Linked DNA regions of Mus musculus: region 1 is linked to region 2. A link is a contact called in public HiCAR-type data. All regions are on one chromosome and are shown on one strand. The core of a region is the stretch at or near the end of the contact, and the rest is flanking DNA. Distances in the headings are between cores, read along the strand shown.

The links. HiCAR-type assays count read pairs that join an accessible place to other places.
Region 1: a HiCAR-type map of astrocytes shows a contact between it and region 2, with 3 times the contacts expected there. The contact joins the promoter of AU022252 here to the promoter of Plk3 in region 2.

The regions. Positions count from the first base shown.
Region 1 is chr4:119,228,675-119,235,828 of GRCm38.p6, forward strand. It overlaps AU022252 (expressed sequence AU022252), which reads right to left and starts at 4,050. Exons shown (of 5, transcript NM_001012400.2): 1 at 3,909-4,050; 2 at 3,680-3,795. The coding sequence starts at 3,987. It overlaps P3h1 (prolyl 3-hydroxylase 1), which reads left to right and starts at 4,241. Exons shown (of 15, transcript NM_019783.2): 1 at 4,241-4,756; 2 at 6,572-6,724. The coding sequence starts at 4,283.
Region 2 is chr4:117,128,706-117,135,461 of GRCm38.p6, forward strand. It overlaps Plk3 (polo like kinase 3), which reads right to left and starts at 5,258. Exons shown (of 15, transcript NM_013807.3): 1 at 4,947-5,258; 2 at 4,690-4,797; 3 at 4,484-4,600; 4 at 4,200-4,329; 5 at 4,022-4,109; 6 at 3,196-3,291; 7 at 2,905-3,103; 8 at 2,668-2,794; 9 at 2,357-2,448; 10 at 2,019-2,112; 11 at 1,803-1,886; 12 at 1,538-1,700; 13 at 1,255-1,384; 14 at 581-694; 1 more. The coding sequence starts at 5,159. The coding sequence ends at 282. Tctex1d4 (Tctex1 domain containing 4) reads left to right here. Exons shown (of 4, transcript NM_175030.2): 4 at 1-25.

The sequences.
Region 1 (7,154 bases), core at 2,800-5,299, 2.1 Mb after region 2:
AGCACTCACGAGGTAGAGGGAGGTGGATCTCTGTCAGTTAGAAGCCAGCCTTGTCTACAGCCAGGGCTACCTATAGAGTGAAACAGTCTCAAGAAAAAACAAAGTCAAAGCTGGGCGTGGTGGTGCACACCTTTGATCCCAGGGATCAGAGGCAGATCTCGGGGAGGCAGAGGCAGGCAGATTTCTGAGTTCCAGGCCAGGCTGGTCTACAAAGTGAGTTCCAGGACAGCCAGGGCTATACAGAGAAACCCTGTCAAAAAAAAGTCAAAAGATACTTGTGGGGCTGGTGAGATGGCTCAGCAGGTAAGAGCACTGACTGCTCTTCTGAAGGTCCTGAATTCAAATCCCAGCAACCACATGGTAGCTCACAACCACTCATAATGAGATCTGACGCCCTCTTCTGGTGTGTCTGAAGACAGCTACAGTGTATTTATCTATAATAGTAAATAAATAAATCTCTGAAAAAAAAAAGATACTTGTGATGGACTATTAGACTATTAGCACCTGATAATGTAGAAGTCTGATCATCACCTCAGTTGGATTACCTACATCATACCTAAAACTTCAACACACACATAATAAATTTTAAAAGGGGAGGGCAGCAACAGGTCATGGATGGTCCTGTAGGCCTTAATTAAAAAAAAAAAAAAAAAAAAGCATTTTGTTTTTAGGACAAGAAAATCCATATGGCTAATAAAGAGAGAAGGCAGTCTCCATATTTAAGGCAGGTTTATGATGGGAGTAACCTTATAATCTCCTCCCTTCCCCTTTCTTTTTTAAATAGCCATTTTTACTATATGTATATGAGTGTTTACATACATGTATTTATGTGTGCTGTGGGCTTTCTTCGTGCCTGAGGGGGCCAGAAGTTATCAGATCCCATAGAATCAGAGTTACAGAGGATGTATACCATACTATAGGGCTGGGTACTGAACCCAGGTCCTCTGTAAGAGCAGCAAGTGTTCACCAAGATGAGCAGGTATAGTGGTTTGAATAAGCTTGGCCCAGGGCACTATTAAGAGGGGTGGCCTTGTTGGAGGAAGTGTGTCATTGTGGACCTGGGTTTTAAGACCCTTGTCCCAGCTGCCTGGAAGCCAGACTTCTCCCGTTTGCCTTTGGAACAAGATGGAGAACTCTCAGCTCCTCCTGGACCATGCCTGCCTGAACGCTGCCATGCTCCTGCCTTGATGACAATGAACCAAACCTCTGAACCTGTCAGCCAGCCCCAATTAAATGTTGTCCTTCTAAGAGTTGCCTTGGTCATAGTGCCTGTTCACAGTGGTAAAACCCTAACTAAGGCACCAGGCCTTCTCTAATCCCTTTTCCCTTTAAGGAAAGGTTAACCATGCAAACCAGAGCCTAACTAAAAAGAAAGGAAGGAAAGAATACATTTTTGAAAAGTTGTATTTATTGTATATGTATTCATATGTGTACCACACGTGTGCCTGGCATCTGAAAAAGTCAGAAGAGAGGGGTCATTGAGTCACCTGGAGCTACAGTTAGAAATGACTGTGAGCCACCAGGTAGGGTCTAGAAACCAAACCTGCATCCTCTGCAAGAGCAAGTTCTCTTAACCCCTGAGCCATCCGCCAGTCCCAAAGGGTACTCATAATTAGCAGGCACTGATCCTGGGCCCAAGCACTCCAAGAGCCTCTACATTAATAATGGCATCTAACTCTCCAGAAACGATAACCTTAGTTAGGTGTTAAGACTCACGTAGGCGTGGTGACCTAAGGTTTTATAATAAATGGCAATTGAAGGATCTGGACATAGTTAAACTTAATTCCAAAATCCATGTCTCGGTATCAAACCTCTGAAAGCTTTCTGACTGCACATTAAGGGAGTCAGGAGACGGTCCTCTCTGCAAGTGTATTTCAGTATGTAGACGGTGAATATGTTGATTTCATTAGTTTTCAAAGTTTTTGTGTGTATATAGGTGTTTGCCTGCATGTGTGTATGTGCATCGTGTCCAAGCAATGCCCAAAGGGGCATCTGATCCCCTGGAACTGGAGTTACAAACAGCTGTGAGTCTCAATGTGAGTTCTGGTACCTAAACCTGGGTCATCAACAAGAGCAGTGAGTGCTCTTAACCACTGGACCATTTCCCCAGCTCTCAATTTGTTTTTAAAGTATTTTCTTCTTCAGCTTCTCAAAGATGGATTATTCTGGAGAACTGGAGGCAACAGAATAATATATCCTTTATATGTCACCAGTATAAAAGACTAAAGCTGGGCTGGAGAGATTGCTCAGCAGTTCAGAGCACTGACTGCTCTTCCAGAGGTCCTGAGTTTAATTCCCAGCAACCACATGGTGGCTCATAACCATCTATAACAGGATCCAATGACTTCTCCTGGTGTCTCTGGCGAGAACGGCAGTGTACTCACATATATAAAATAAATAAATCTTAAAAAAAAAAAAAAAAAGCTGTGTTCTCTCTGTGGCTGAGTCCACTACCGTCACTCTGAAACTCAAAGTGTTGATTGCCCAAGATTTTGTCCCTAGCTACCTCCCTCCAATAGCAGCCTGATTAAACAAACACGTGATAGTCTTCTAAGCCTGTTTTTGAGCCCACCTCTCTTAAAAAAAAAAAAAAAGTAAAGTTTTAATTAAAAAGGTTTTTCTAAACATTTGAATTTTTCTTAAATACTACAACAGACATTTTTTGTGTGAGGGATTTTTGGCATGTCAATCATTAATTTTCTTGATCAAAACAAACTCTTGAACACGATAACTGCCAAATAAGCTAGTTTATACAAGAGAAAGAGAACACTAGAAGCTTTTAAAGCAGCCAGGCTCCGACACTGTAAAAGAGTCTTCAGGGGAAGTCTTGCTAAGAGAAGGAAACTGGAGTCCCACTTAGCCCTATGAGCCTCTCCACCTCAAAGATCTCATTTTACAGATCCAGAGCTCCAGAGAGAAACAATCAAAACCAATCTGTCAAAACTTCTACGGTCTTTTCCATTATTTTGCATATCTTCTTTATTTTACCTATTATGGAAACCGACGCCTAAGCTCTGGACATAGTAATACTGACTGTATCCACTGAAATTCACCATGTGTGACAGCGACCCTTGTAATACCCAGCCTTTGGGAGGCTGAATTCAAAGCCAACCTGGGCTATACAGCAAATGAAACTACCTCCAGTTTTATTGTGTGTGGTCTTTTTTTCAATAGGAATTTTACCCTGTGCCTTTTTGCATGCTGTTTTTGGTAGTGCTAAGAATCAAATTCAGGGCTAGGCAACAGTAAACTACAACCCCAGCAGTTTTTGTTTTATTTTGTTTTGTTTTTTTAAAAAGGAAAGAAAGAGCATATATTTAAGTTCCACAAGCTCCTGGGTAACAGATAAAGACCTTATGGGAAGCAGAATAAAATGTGACTATTTAAGAATTTGGTATAGAAGCCATACATTTAATCCCAGCATAGGGTTTTGGGGTTGGAGGGTGGGGGAGGAAGGTGGATCTGTCAGTTCGAGGCCAGCCTAGTCTATAATATAGAGAGTTCCATGACAGCCAGAGTTATGTAGAAAGGCCCTGTCTCAAAACAAACAACAACAGAGGAATTGGGATAGAGTGATCCTCTTCGTGTGAAATGGAATGGTAACTTCAGTACTGCCGAGTTCACAGGCTGTCCCGAGCCCAAAGAGGCAGGGTAAAGTACGGAGATGGCTATTCCTCACCTTCTGCACCTGCTCGGCGAGCGCCACGAGGTCTAAGGGGTCCCCGACCCGGTGGGTGTGGTAGGGGCTCACCAGAGCCAGGCCGCCGGGGGTCGGGGTGAGCTCCACCAGGGCTCCTGCGATACACACCCGAACACAGGCGTAAGTTGAAACCCTCAGCCTTCCGTGAGCCAGCAGGAAAGAGCCACCCGGCTGCGACCTCCTACCCAGGCAACTCAGTCCCACCTACCTCCAGGACCCGCCGCCTCCTTCACCCCCAGATTTCCCGTACCACTTTCGTACCGGCCGGGAACCCCGGGGTCCGCCATAACAGCACCTCGGTCCCACCACCCGCAGGGAGCTCAGTCTAAAGCGCAGGCGCACAACAGCTTGTGGGCGGGGTTTTCTCGTTCTCAGTCCATTGAGCTGTGCGCATGAGATTAGAGGCGGAGCCTCACGAAGAGTAAGTGTTTGGATTGGTTGAAAGCAAGAGGCGGTACAAGTTTCCTTGCCACGAGCTTCTGGACTTGGGGCGTGGCTCGTCTCTGGGCGTGGCTTCTGTGGGGGGCGGGACTCTGGAATGTGCCCCAGGCGAGCAGTCCCGTTAAGTGGAGGAGCAAGGCCATGGCGGTGAGCGAAAGGAGGCTGCTGGCAGCGATGCTAGCGGTCGCCGCCGCCGCCGCCTTACGGGTTGCGGCGGAGTCTGAGCCGGGATGGGACGTGGCAGCCCCTGACCTGCTTTACGCAGAGGGGACCGCGGCCTACTCGCGCGGGGACTGGCCCGGGGTGGTCCTGAACATGGAGCGGGCGCTGCGCTCGCGGGCGGCCCTGCGTGCCCTCCGCCTGCGCTGCCGCACACGCTGTGCCACCGAACTGCCGTGGGCACCGGACCTGGATCTCGGTCCGGACCCCAGCCTGAGCCAGGACCCGGGCGCCGCCGCCCTGCACGACCTGCGCTTCTTCGGAGCCGTGCTGCGCCGTGCCGCCTGCCTACGCCGCTGCCTCGGGCCGCCCTCTGCCCACTTGCTGAGTGAAGAACTGGACCTGGAGTTCAACAAGCGGAGCCCGTACAACTACCTGCAGGTCGCCTATTTCAAGGTGCGACTGGTCCGGAGCCCGGTGGCCGGGAGCGACCTGGGGAACTTGGGGAGCAGAGCAGGGATGAGACGGCAGGGAGGCAAGGGACCTCTTGGCTAGGGAGCTCTTGGCGGACTTTGGGAGCTTCACCCGGTTCTTATGGGCAGATGCTAACCCTAAAGGTCCAGCCAGTAGTGACAGCCCAAGCCAAGAAAAACCTGACCTTTTTCTTTTGGGAAGGCCTCCTAGAGGGAACCGAGGCGGCCGCTAGGGTCTCCCAGCAGTACTTCATTGCAAGTGTCCAAGTGCTTCTGCAACATCTTCCTTCCGGTTCGTTCTCCAATCATGCTTTCCCTGCTCCCTAATCCAACAGCAGCGCTCTTTCAGGACGTGGGATTGCCACGTCGCCAGCAGGGGCTGCCTGGCTCCGCCCTGTGGAGGACCCTCTAGCTAGTATTTTTGGGTTTTTTGTTTTTAAGAAAATGACTGTCTTTTGGGATGCCACAGCGATTTAAGGCCAAGTCAATAAGCGGGCTTGGAACGCCAGCCTTGTCTGCCCGTGATGACTGGTAACATATATTTCCAGGACTCCGTTAAAGCACTTTACGTTTGTTTATTGCCTCATTTGCCCTGATACATACAGTATCCTTTGAGTAAATGATATTAGTCCCATGTTAGGGGGGTGGGCTGCTCATGCAGACTACATAGCTACAACAGTTTCACAGACCTTTCAGTTCTACCTAAAGAAAGACTTAGAGGCTCGTGGGGACCTCAGATTTCTGCTTTGTCCCCTCGGTTCCTTCTGGTTACTGGAAAGCATGCTGGGATGACTGGGTTCTTACTGATTGGGTCATGCCACTTAATAGCACTACTTAAAATTCGTTGCCATTTATTGAGCACCTACTACATTCCAGTTCTTGGACAGGTGGTTAAAATGATTGCTCCTTTGTTTTTCCTTGTGTCACTGCTAGGAGTCACTGTACTAAGGGCTAACAAAAAAGGTTATGTAGCTAAGTTAGGACTGGGGGGAGACAAAGGAGGGAAACTCCAGCTTTGCCTCAGTTAAATTAGGCCTGAGAGAGAGGAGCCACTGAAGAATGGTTATTCCCCAGAGAGGGGAAATTGGAGCTAGAGTGTGATATATCTGGGGCCATGGGGTAGTCCCGTCCGTGACTCCTGCGTGGGGAGACTGGGAGTGACTAAGGAGTTTAGTGAGGCTTCTGCACACCTCAGGCAGCCATCACCAGACCTCATTTTCAGAATGTTAATTCTGGAAGGAGAAATTGGTGGTGGTGAAAACAGGAGAATTAGGAGCCCAGTCCACCAGAGGAAGCTAGGTGCCAGTGCTCAGAGGGAAGAAAGGAAGGGCTGGGGGTGCGTAGCAGAGGAAACAGGAGTAGTCCTGAGTGCTCAGGAGTGTAAGCTGGGCATGGTGGCACAGTGCTCTACAGCAGCCCTAAGATGCTGCTATTCTGTATTCTCACCACCACCGTGCAGTTGTTAGCTGCCCTTTTGTTAGCTGCCCTTTCTGCAGCATTCCCAGGTAGTTGCAGCTTTAGTCACTATGTTTAGTCAGCTCAGTCACTACCTTTCAATCAGTCTTTGTTGGATTGCTTGTTTGTTTTATTTTGTTTTGAGACAAAGTCTCACCTATAATCCCAGCACTTTGGATCTGAGGCAGGAGGATTGAGAGTTTGAGACTGACTTACATAGCAATACCCCGTATCAGTGCACACACAAACACACCCGAACACACACATACACACAAAGAAACCAACCAAGCAAACAAACAGAAAAGAGTTTGTATGTGAATGTATTCTTTTACTTCATCTATAGATAAACAAGCTGGAGAAAGCTGTGGCTGCGGCACACACCTTCTTTGTGGGCAATCCTGAGCACATGGAGATGCGGCAGAACCTCGACTATTACCAAACCATGTCTGGGGTGAAGGAGGCAGACTTCAGGGATCTCGAGGCCAAGCCCCATATGGTGAAAAGACATCCCCTACTGTGTGTGTGTGTGTGTGTAGGGGGGGTGCGTGTGTGTGTGTGTGTGTGTGTGTGTGAGAGAGAGAGAGAGAGAGAGAGAGAGAGAGAGAGAGAGAGAGAGAAAGAGTGAGCTGCTGTGTAATTCTGTACTGTATAGTCCATGCTGGCCCCAAATCTTCCATATTTCTTTTTTTCTTTTTTAAAGATTTTATTTATGTTATATATGTGAGTACACTGTCACTGTCTTCAGACACACCAGAAAAGGGCATTGCATCCCATTACAGATGGTTGTGAGCCACCATGTGGTTGCTGAGAATTGAACTCAGGACCTCTGGAAGAGCAGTCAGGGCTCTTAACCTCTGAGCCATCTCTCCAGCCCCCATACTTCATTTTTTAGCCTAATTTAATACCATATTCTATGTGTATTTTCA
Region 2 (6,756 bases), core at 4,008-6,507:
TCCCAATAAATAAATGTCTGTTAATAAATAAAAGTGGTCCATAAATAATGCCCCCTAGCTGGGAGCTAAGGCTCAGGCTTATCTCAGAGAGAAGGGTAAGATTCAGGGAGGGCAGGCCATCCCCGACTGTAGTAAAGCTGGTCCCTGATTCCCTGGGGGGATTCAGCCAGGAGCCCCCAGTGAGGCACCAAAGGGACAGGAAGGGCCACAAAGGCAAGGCCCTGAAGCCTTTCAGGCTCAGGCCCAGGATCTGGATCACAGCCCGCTCTCCGAGTTGGAACCTAAGCAGGGCTTTGGTCCCTGAGCAGGCGCAGAGCGTAGCGCAGTCGCTGCCGCAAGTCTGGGGAGCAGCCCAGCTGCCGGAGGTGGGAAGCGAGGTAAGTACAAGCACTGCGATTGCGGGCCACGAAGGTCACAAGGAGAGGCTCCCAGCCACTGAGGATCAGCTTCGTGTGGTCCCCGTAGAAGTTCACCTGTACACAGAAGATAACAGCGATCAGGACTTGGACACCAGATCCACATTCCTTCCCAGAACCCTGGGATACCAGACCTTCCACCAAAGCACAGGGTAGGCTCTTACCTGGACAGTGCCATCACTGAACAGCATGAGGAGGGCCTGGTCAGTCTTGACCCACTGCAGCAGCAAGGGTGGGGCAGGCACCTCCGCCTCTTCCACACTGGGCAGATCTCCACCCTGGGAGAAGAGGCAAGTCAGGCCCCTGGACTGGCATGAGCTGGGTCTCTCCCTATGGATGCCCCCTTCCCTTACAGGTTCAGCCACTAGCTTTTTTTTTTCCCTAAAAGCCACTAGCTTTTTAAATTAATTTATTTATTTTATGTATATATGAGTGCACTGTCACTGTCTTTAGACACACCAGAAAAGGACATCAGATCCCATTACAGAATTACAGATGGTTGTGAGCTACCATGTGGTTGCTGGGAATTGAACTCAGGATCTGAGGGGCAGCCAGTGCTCTTAACTGCTGAGCCATCTCTCCAGCCCCACTTTTTTTTTTTTACACAATTTATTTATTTTATGTATGTGAGTGCACTGTAGCTGTCTTCAGACACATCAAAAAGAAAGCATTGGATCCCATTACAGATGGTTGTGCACCATGTGGTTGCTGGGATTTGAACTCAGGACTTCCGGAAGTGAAGTCCATGCTCTTAGCCGCTGGGCCATCTCCCCAGCCCTCAGCCACTACCTTTGAGCCACCCCTGCCCCCTAAAGTGCCCCCACCGCAGCCTACACACCTTCATGAGGTGCTGTTCCATGTAGGACGCAAAATACCGCAGGATGCCCAGCTGAGGCTGCAGAGCTCGGGGCACAGAACCCATGGAGAAGGAGAAGTGCTTCGTGCTGGTGGGGTTGTAGTGCACCGTCCTGAAAGTGGGAACGTAGAGAGGAGGAGGAGGAACCCGGCACCACCATTCTTCCCCAGACCCCTAAGCACAGAAACACACACCACGGTGCAACCCTGCTGGTATTGTGGTACCCAGCAAGCCTAATTACAAAGCACGCCAAAACAGCACTTACTTCCTATTGGCTGACAGGGCCATGTGTGTGCCATCATTGAAGAGCACGGCTACACGGCGGCTGGACAGCTGATAGCCAAAGCCAAACTTGTTGGAGTAGTCAACCCACTTGCTGACCCACACCAGAGGCTCTGGCTGTGCCAGCGGGGCTGGGTTCTGTTCGGCTGTTAAGAGGAGAGGAGGGAAATGAAGACTCCCCCAACCCCCCTCCCCCCCACCGCCTCTGGACTTGCAAACTATTCATATGCACCAGAGTCCAGCCTTACCTGGGGGCATGAAGGCCACACAGTTTCTCAGTGCACAGAGGGCAGACTCTACCACTGTGGCCACAGTCAAACCTTCTTCAAACCCTGAAGGGAATAGGGCACTGACATTTAGGCAAGAGCCACCCTGGGCCCAGTTCACCCTCAGCCAACTACTTCCTTCAGCCCCTGGTCTCTACCTCAGCAGCCCCTAGCACCTCTCATCTTGTGGCTCCTCACCATCTCCACTGCTGGCCAGTGTCCCACGGGGCGAGCTGTCCTCGGCAGCTGTCTCTACCAAGCTGGCAGGGGCCTGGCCTGAAACTACAGGAGCCTGGACAGTTGGGGAGAGAGGGAATAAAATTAGGCCCCAAAATCCAAATCCTTGAAAGTCCAATGGCCCAGCCCTGTCCCTGGCGGCTCTCAGGGCACCCCAGGTCAGCCTCAGCTGGCTAATGAGACACAGCCAATTAGGCCACCACGAGGTTAGATGCTTCATCAGCCTTTTATGCTGGGCTTCCCTCAGCTGCTAGGGTCAGGGTGAGTCAGGGGAATAATGGCTCACGTGAGCATCTTACCTCCGGCCTGACATCTGGATGACCGATGGATGTGCGCATGAGGCCACTCACCAAGCAGGAGACATTATCCTGGTCCTCAGAATGGTTCTTATCTGGAGGGTGAAGGAGAAAATAGCCCTCTGGGTCCTGCCTGAAAGTGTTCACACACGGGCAGATCTTCCCAAGTGTCTAGACAGCACATGCTCTCCCTGGAGTCTGAAGACACCGACACCCTGGAAGCACACCCCCCCCACCCCGCCTCCCCCTGAATGTAACAAGCCACTAAGCCACTCTATTGCTCTATACCCTCAGCCCACTGGCACCTGACTCACTCTTGTTCTTTTTCCTGCCAAACAGGCTCTTGGTAACTTTGGCAAACAGACTCCTCGCAGGGTTGGGGGGTGTCAGATCTGGGACTGTCACACAGCTGCTGACCGGGAGCCGATCAGGGGTGTAGCCCTGAGGAAGAGAGTCAGGAAAACAGTGTCAGTGAGACCCCCAAGGGCCCTGTTCCTGTGTGTCCTCTAGGAACATGAACACTGAACTCCAGTGTCTGGAGAACCACAGACCTTCGTAAAGAAGTCATGGCGTAAAATCTGTTCAATGGAAGGGCGGTCTCTGGGTGAAGCTCGGAGGATGGCAGCCAGGAGCTGCCGGGCAGGCAGGGAGAGGCTGGCAGGTAGCGTGTAATGAACCTGCTTGATGCAGCGGTATGTCTCCTTCAGGTCAGCAGTCTCAAATGGGGGGCTCCCACACAGGAGCGTGTACCTATGCCCAGGAATGGGAGATCAGGAATAAAGTAGTGGGGACCCCCCCCCATCCATGCACTTACCACCTGTCCACCAATGACTGACACTCACATGACACAACCAAGCGACCACACATCTGCCTCGGGGCCATGGCCCTGTCTCAGCAGCACTTCTGGAGCCACGTAGTTGGGAGTGCCACAGATGGTCCTGAAAAAGGCAGAGCAGAGAGAGCAAGGCTCAGACCCAGCCCAGTGCTGGTACCCGCCCCCATTCCTGCCCCTGCTGTGAGTTCAGACAAAGCAGCTGCCTGTCACCAAAGGCCAGAGAGCTCCTGCTTGTCTTGGGACAATGGATGCTGAGAACACGGCAGCTGAACCCTCACCCACCCCTCTAGCCCAGCTGCTCAGCTGCTCTGCAGGACAGGAGGCCCTGACCCATCAAAGACCCCTCTCCCAAGGTCAATACAGAGGGTCCATGACTGAGCCCTCCCCCCACTCCCATCTGCAAATACTCACTAGGCTGTCACCTCCCACTGTCTGTGCCAACACCAGCTGTCATAACCTTCATAAAGACTCACCTGCCTCACATGCTAGTTACACACACCCTGTCCCAGTGACCACAGCAGGGTCACATACACACACAAGGTATCACGGTACCATCATGATCTGTCATTCCCATTCAGTGTCTTACACATGCTGACTGCCTAGCCTATGTTTTCCCCATACATTTCCAAAAATCCTAGACACCCATCTGTGCCATACACTCATAAGATTGCTGTCCTTCTTCACCTAACCCAGTGACCTAGGTTGCCACCTCTACTGTCACACATACAGAAAACCCATCATTACCCCTTCCCTGGTTATCCCAAGTACATATCTGGTCACCTTGTACATCATCTGTGTCACAAACAGGCTGTGGCCACCATCCCCTCACTCACTTTTTCCTCTGCTCTGGGGGCTCTAATCGAGCTGCCAGCCCAAAATCCCCCACCTTCAGTTCCATGTTATCCGTGATGAAAAAATTTCCTAGACAGTAGCAGAGAGACGCGTCAGATTCTTAACGCCTTTCATCCCTCCGCAGGTCTCCACCCTTCAGACCAGACGCAGGAATCTCACCCAGCTTGAGATCTCTGTGTAAGATACCCCTCTGGTGCAAGTACTTGAGGCCAGAAAGGATCTGGCGCAGGTAGTAGCGAACCTCTGGTTCCAACAGGGTGTGTCGGGCCTTCCAGATGTGGGCCAGGGACTGCAGAAAGTCACTGTTTCAGACCCCGCTTGCCTTCCCAGACCCTCCCTCCATCTGTGTTTGCTAAAGATGACAAGAACAGCTTTGGATCTTAAGAACCCGCTTCCTCCCCTACCCCTGTTCCCAATGAACCCACCCCGCCCCCATTCCGGACCTTTCGGCTACAGAGCTCCAGGAAAATGTATATGTTGTCAGCATCCTCGAAATGATGTGAAAAGCGAACGATATGGCGGTGCTGTAGGTCTCGGTGCAACTCTATCTCATTTAGGATCTGCGACAGGGGAGTGAAATCCTCATCTTTCCAGGGTTCCCACGCCACCATCCCCTCCCCATCCCTTGGACCGCAGGGCCTGGACCCACCTTCTCGCGCTGATGCGGCTTGGCGACGCGACTCTGTGGGATGACTTTGACCGCGTAGGCTATACCAGACTCGGTGTCAGTGGCTTCATAGCAGCGTGCGAAGCCCCCCTAGAAAGAAGAAGCTGCATCATCGATCTGGGCGCTCCGGAGTGGCCGGATCCGGCCCGTAGAGCTCCTCTCCACCTCCGGAGTGGCCCGGTCGGGTCCGCAGAGCTCCCCTCCACCTCCGTCAACGCTACCCCGGAGCCCCGACCCACCTTGCCCAACAAGCGACCCTTGGTGTAGGTACGGCCGCTGAGAGGGTCGGTGATGAGGCGACCAGGAGGATCCGGCGCCCGTGGCCCGGCCAGCACCTCAGGTTCCGATCGCGGGGAGGCATTGGCAGGCGGCCCCGGGCCGGCGGGGGGCGCGGACGGGGCAGCCGCGCGCGGGAAGGGGCGCGGAGACAAGAAGCCGGCGGCGGGCTCCATGCGGACGGCGCGGCGCAGCGCCTGCCGAGCTGGTTCTCGGTTCCGCCCGGCCCCGGCCGCGCGTGGCGCTGCCTGGTTTCTCTACGCTGCGATCGCGCCAGGGCAAGGGGGAGTCCGACGTTTTTATCAATGAACCCCTGCCCCCTCCCCGGTGTTTCGTCATCTCGAGCTCCGCCCCTTTCCTGGCTGCCAGGCTTGGAGAGGCCACGCCCATTGCTCCGCCTTACGTCACCTGAAAGATCTTCCCTTGCCTGGGCGTTCTTAAAGGCCACTCCTCCTGCTCTGGCCTTAAAGGAGCCCCGGTTGAGCTAGTCGCCTGGCAGGTGTAACCCTGCTCCGTTTCTCTAGGCTACCCAGTGCAAGTGACTCTTTTTTTCCCCTTCATCCTTAGAATGTGTGCTGAAGTCGGAGTGGAGGCCAGTTATCCGGAGGCCTCTTTCGAGCAACAGTAAGGGTTAGCATTCAAACTGGGGAGGAAAGACAGGGGTGTTGCAAACTGCTCAGTGCACATCACCAACACAGGTGGTTTCCTGCAAGCATCTCTTGCTCTGGTACAGAGCATGCTGCCCTCTTCGGGGACTGTGGAATAGCACGCTGCAGAGCCCGATTTACCTGGTCTGGGACTGTGCAATGGGTTTGTGGAACAGAGCCTGGTATTCAAGGTTTTATGTTTGCGTTTTGTTTTTCCAAGACAGGGTGTCTCTGTGTGGCCCTGGCTGTCCCAGAACCCACTATGTAGACCAGGCTGGCTTTGAAATCAAAGATCCACCTGCCCCTGCCTCCCAGTATTCACTGTTTTTCACCATGTTCCAGGCTACATCTTCTGCTACCCAATTCTACCTTATTATTCTTCTGAGGGAAAGGAGAGCTGAGGCAGAGTAGCTGTCATGTGATCCAGGCTGGCTTTGAACTCGAGGTCCTTCTGTCTTCACCTTTGACATGATGGGACTCCAGACCTGTACCTCTGCCCCAGACCCTGAGTTCCCCATCATATTCTCAAAAATACCTATTGCACCGAGTCAGCAGGCAAAAGGCCAGACAGTGAGGAATGAGAACTGGACACTCTTAGGTGCTAGAGACCTGCAACTGGGCAGTTAGCTTTGAAGTCCATTACAGATAAACTCAAGTAGGTGGCAGGAATCTATGATCTATGTGGAATCTTTTTCTGTGTGGGTTTTTTTTTTGGGGGGGGGGTGTTGTGGAGGGTTGTTTTGGTTTTTGTTTTGTTTTGTGACAGAGTTTCCAGGAAGCCAGGAATTCGACCTGTAAACCAGACTGGCCTTGACTTCCTACCTGTCTCTGCCCCTCCACCACTGCCCGGCTTCGATGTGAAATCTTTTTTTTTTTTTTTTTTTTTCCTTGAAATAGGTTTCTCTGTGTAGACTTGGCTGTCCTGGAATCATTCTGTAAACCAGGCTGGCCTCCAACTCAGAGATCTGCTGCCTGTCTCTGCCTCCAGAGTGCTGGGATTAAAGGAGTATGCCACCACCTGCCTAGTTTCCCCAGTGGAATCTTAATCCCTAAACTTTCTCCAGGGGTCACAGATCTCCTGCTGGCTGTGTAGCCTTCGTTTTCACTTGGAGCCATACATTCAGAC